Regions from separate parts of the Cyprinus carpio genome. Here region 2 is linked to region 1. The links are chromatin contacts, called in public Hi-C maps. All regions are on one chromosome and are shown on one strand. The core of a region is the stretch at or near the end of the contact, and the rest is flanking DNA. Distances in the headings are between cores, read along the strand shown. Region 1 holds the start of plpp1a (phospholipid phosphatase 1). Region 2 overlaps mtrex (exosome RNA helicase MTR4).

Region 1 (2,700 bases), core at 170-2,669:
GAGTGATATTTTATAAGAGTATCATGAGTGCTGAAGATTAACAGTATTTGTAAGAGGGTTTAAGAGACCCTTCCAAATACTTATATGTGTGCACAATTTATAATCTTCAGATTTAGCTTAATTTTATTGAAGTTCAGGCAGAATACAAGCCTGTCAGGTATATAAGACTTCAGGGTGCAAAGCACTCTGTTTTGCTGTGTAGAGTAGTTTAATATAATTATTTATTGGGGGACATTATTATTATTTTTATTTTTTGTTTGTTTTTGTTTTTTTTTTACTGCACCCCCAAACCTCAAAGCATGTATGTTTATGTTTATATATATATATATTATATATATATTATATATATATATATATATATATATATATAATATATATATATATATATAGTTTTGGAACGAATTCGCTCTGATTTATTGTAAATGAAAAGTCATTTAGATTTTTAACTTATTTTTATTTTTTTTTAGGACAAAGCAGAATAAAACGAAGGAGAAAAAAACACTGATTTTCATACGTCATTATTTACTAAAAACACCATGGACTACGAATGAAGATTTGTCCAGACTGTACCAGTAGATGGCAGTATTGCATTATTAATATAAATCGTCCTGACCTCTGCACTATTTTGTACCTATTTGGCTTACCATGTACCTATGTACTGTGATTTCTGAACATTTTTAACAATACACTTATTATGTTTACGCTACGTGTACTGCGTTTAAGCTAACTGAGACTTGTTAAAGCACTTATATATCATTGCTCTTTTTTTGTTTTTGATTGCTTCCATTGTCCTCATTTGTAAGTCGCTTTGGATAAAAGCGTCTGCTAAATGACTAAATGTAAATGTAATGTATTATTTTAATTGAATATTTTTTTTACTGATTTAATTAAATTTAACTAATTTAATATATATATATATATATATATATATATATATATATATTATATATATATATATATAATTTTACTGATTTAATATGACAAAGTAAAGATAGATTTAAATTTAAAAGTCATGATAAAGCTGCACGATTTTGATAGGACACTCAAATTGTGTTATGACATTTGAGTATCAATGATCTAAATATAAAACACTATTTTTCCTTTAAAACACTGCTCATTTTGATTTCGCGTATATTTCTGTTATTAAATTATTAAATTATTATTTTTTAAATACTTTAAACATGGTAAATATTAGATCTTACTACTCGCTATATTTTTCACAAGCTTCTGTCTCTAATTAATATTAAAAACTTTTGTTACAATAAATTAATGTGTGTGTGTGTGTGTGTGTGTAATGTATTTTTTTCTCAGCTAGTCATTGACTAGTCATGATATATATGTAATTGTATAGGCGTATGGGGGGCGGGGCTTAGACCGAGAGACGAGCGATTGGCTGAGACGAGCCTCAGCTGTTGCACGTCATGACAGGCAGCAGAAGCGCAGCAGTGTGGAGTCCAAAGACACTCGCGTCTATTTAAAAGCACCGCCGGCTCGTCATCGCTTATTCTTAACCTCATGCGTTGAAATGGTGATCAAATCTAAGGAACTACAACCAAACGGCTCGCTCTGCCTGCTCTCCGGCTGATTATTAGTCGCCATTGCGCAGTCAATGTTATTAAGAGTGTTTGTGCTCGCGTTAGTGCGCGTCGCTGCCGATCATTTCTCTCTCAGTGCACCACTAGAGCTGGACTCTCCGTCACGCTGTTTACACTGAGGACGCCTTAAATTAAGCCTCTATCTCCATAACCGACCCACAGAAGGACACTGACACCATGTTTGAAACCAGAGGAATCCCCTTTATATTGCTTGACATCGCGTGCCTAATACTCGGTAAGCATTATTTTGAGTACGTTAGTCTTGCTTGTATTTCCTGGATGCATTGTCTCGAGTCTTACAGCGAAGTGGGAATAATTTAAATCGTTAGCGCTAATATGTGTTGTACAGATAAGATATATTAATGTAAGATATTATTATATAAATGTACTTAAGACGTGTCAGTTGTTTTAGATGCATGTTGCCATGCACGTTATTGAATTGCATGGGATTCAACATTACAACAATGGTACTGACATATTAACCACATGTGACACCCATAGTGTGCGCCCATAGTGTGCCCCATAGTGTGCGTCATAGTGCGTACTTGCCTTCATCTACACGCCTTATCAGAGTTTTTTTATTATAATAACAGGGTGTTATTTTTTGTGCAGAGTTTTTTTTGTTTTTAAATGTGTCTGGGTGTATGGGGATACCATAGATTGTATAAGGGGGAATACACGTGAAACAGCACTAAAAATCATTCAAAAATCACACGAGAAACCCCACAGCTTTTTTTTAAACCGCAGCCCATGAACTTTACTCTAATACACACACACACACACACACACACACACACAAAAAAGCACTAAAACACACACATATATATAGTAGGTTGGGCTAGGTTGGGCTACTTGTTACAATTTTTTAACCCAGTAAATATTTTATTTAATATTTATAATGTCCGTTTCTGTATAATAACAACATACATTCAACATACACAACATACATTTAAAATGATTGTCTATTAGAAAGATTCATTGAACACACCTGCTGTGACAACATGCCCCAACAGCAGATCCTGTTGTCACACTATATGGGGTATGTTGTCACAATGCAACCTGTCAGACTGAAAAAAAAGATAAAAGGTAACATTTAAAATGATCA
Region 2 (2,700 bases), core at 100-2,599, 39 kb after region 1:
CATTATTAATTATTATAACATTAATACCTGTGTTGAAATCCAGTTTAGCCACCTGCAGTGCATAGGCCTCACATTCTTTCTTACTGAAGCTGAAGATAATCACCGGCTGGAAGTTCCTTTCCATGATCATCTTCACAATCTTAAAGACATTGGATGGACCTAAGAGAAAAAACAAACAGAAGCAATTTTTAATACAGCATTTAGCATGTTCCCAGCATCTAATGCACAGGCAATTCCTCTTTGGCACAAGAGGACCGTGCCAAAAATACAGTATAAATGTGTGAACCTGTGAAATATTATTTTTTTATAAGTTTTAACGTCGTAATAAAATGACTATTTGTTTTTTATTTTTTTAATACAGCTCATAACTCTACAAATGCAGGTGACATTTAAAACGACTTAAATACTACCGCTTTTGTGTGTGTGTGTGTTTATTTTAACTCATTCATTTATCAGTTATCTGTGAATCCCAATTGTAGATACGGCTGACAGCGAAATCCAGGGAGAGGAAGTTCATTTAATTTTTAATAAAGCTCAACTTCAGCATTAGCTTAAAATGCAATGATAGGAAGTTAATTTACTTTTAAATCAGGCTGAGCTTCCCCTTGATTTAAATAACTGAGGATTACGCTTATAGTTTGGGAGCTTTATATCAGCACAAACAATCAACAGCTGACTTTTTGTGCAAAAATGGAAATCAAATTGGTGTAAACAGTTCCATATCGATGACTCAGATCAGTCAATGTGCACAATACACAGCAAATCAATGAGAGTCCATCAAAGGTTGACCATTTCTCTGAACTAGTGACTGAATTGAGGGCTTAGAGCCCATCACTGCACAATCTTACAAAATTTAACCTTAAAATGAACATGGAACAGTTAACAACCCATTGTACTTGCGAAATCTGATATTATTTCCATGTGAAACAGGATATTAAACAAATTAAAATAATAAAATGATGAGTCCAACTTTATTTTATTCATTAGAAATTGAGTGGATCTTGAAAGTGGGCGTCAGATGCTAGAATAGAGCAACTTTTTTTCTTGGAAAAATACTGATTGTGTTATTTTGATTTCATGTTGAGAGTTGAATACTAACCTTTGGTTCCACCCTTTCTGCCTTTGGGGTCCCATTTGCCCCCAGCGTTGCCACTCGAGTCCCCTGCATCCCTCAGGACCTGCATTGCTGTGTTAAAATTGTCTTCTCTGAACTCTCCCTGACAAGAAATACCATTAAAATATGATTACATAACTGCAATGATATTAGGAATATTTTCTTAAACTTGATCAGCTTGTTGCGTTGGTTGTGGCTTGGAAGTTATGCAACACACACACACAGATATTCCAGCTTTCAGAATCTGTGTTGAATTACATCTAGACGTGCCATTCTTGAAATAACAGTTCCAATACTACACCCCTGACAGATAATAGAACACAGATTCCATTCTGTAACACAGAGGAGGGCACACACCCAAGATCATTGGTGTGTGTTTAACCTTCATCTCTGATGACAGAATAAAGGTATTAATGCAGCTTTCCAAAGTATTCAGCTACTTACGTTCTCATCCACAACAAGGTGGAGTCCATCACCCCCTGCTGGAAAGACGTAGTGCTGCAGAGGAGTGGGGCGGTAGTCTGTGTACACCACGTGGCAGGGCTGCAAGTAAACAAGCAACTTCTGTTATGTGCATTTGACAAATTTTCATTAGTTTCTGTTTTCAAATTTCTATTTAGCTGCAATTTATTTTTATTTCAGATTTAGTACTTCTTTCAGTTTAAAAACTGGATGTTAGAACACTGCTAAAGTAGAGGTTAGTGTTTTTGAGCAGGCATTCAAGGCTGTTGTTAGGTGGTTACGAAAGTGTTTGCTAGAGTGATGATGCACCTGTTTGTGAAGGTGACAAATCCACTCGGCAAACTGTCGAGCGTTGGGAATGGTGGCGGACAGGAAGACATGATGCACGTTGTCCGGCAGTAGGATGATGGTTTCCTCCCAGACCACTCCACGCTCTGCAGGTCATGTGACCCAGAAAAACAAACTCAGTGACAGCTAACATACAAAGAACTTATATGCACGTCACAATGGCCACGTACACAACCGCATTTATATATGAGAGTGTAGTCTCAGCCTCAGACGTCACGCCCATGGACCATTGGCTAAACGTCTGATGCATATGAGAAACACTTCAGGAGTGTCGAAGTCGTCGTCGGATTGGTTGAATTCTACAGGATTTCTGCGAGACGTGTGTGTCGCCTTCTTTAATGTTCTGTCCGGAAACAAAGATGCCGTGACGCCAAACCCCTTTATAAAAAGAAGAAAGCCGTAGTTTTTTCTTTTGTGACTGTTAGGGCTTGTGATTATTAACTAAACGCTGGAGTTTCAAAAGTATGTGAAATATTTAAAGTTCGTGGCATAGAATCTTTCAAATACGTCCGAGAGTTTAACACACCGGTCTGTTATTGTGACGACATTTCCACGTGACGCTGAATGAAATGAACTGTGAATGGTTGTTTGACATGTCGGTCAAATAGCCTCATGAGCAGGCCTTGGCCAAAGAAAGCTTCTATGAATTCCAGACCTTCAGCCATCAGTCTGAAGGTCTGGCCATGCGAGACTAATACGAGTGTATCTCCTGAATTGCAGTTCTGTGCATGTACAGAACAGAACGACATTGTAACCACAGCAGCGTTTTTCCATCT

Evidence for each region. A called contact is a pair of places that touch in the nucleus more often than the background predicts.
Region 2: a Hi-C map of liver shows a contact between it and region 1, with 6 times the contacts expected there. The contact joins the enhancer-like site here to the promoter of plpp1a in region 1. A contact is called at or near these places in 5 of 8 Hi-C or Micro-C datasets (liver, red blood cells and skeletal muscle).

What each region holds. Positions count from the first base shown.
Region 1 is chrB10:7,325,217-7,327,916 of ASM1834038v1, forward strand. It overlaps plpp1a (phospholipid phosphatase 1), which reads left to right and starts at 1,420. Exons shown (of 6, transcript XM_042732297.1): 1 at 1,420-1,830. The coding sequence starts at 1,773.
Region 2 is chrB10:7,364,597-7,367,296 of ASM1834038v1, forward strand. It overlaps mtrex (exosome RNA helicase MTR4), which reads right to left. Exons shown (of 27, transcript XM_042732295.1): 8 at 1,886-2,010; 9 at 1,559-1,657; 10 at 1,100-1,217; 11 at 28-159. Among protein-coding and RNA genes, the nearest start is that of mtrex, 6.4 kb to the right of the region's middle. Within about 2 kb of position 1,350, at least 1 of the 8 cell types and tissues checked has an H3K27ac peak or open chromatin away from gene starts, as enhancers often do. A contact at or near this core is called in liver, where this site is marked.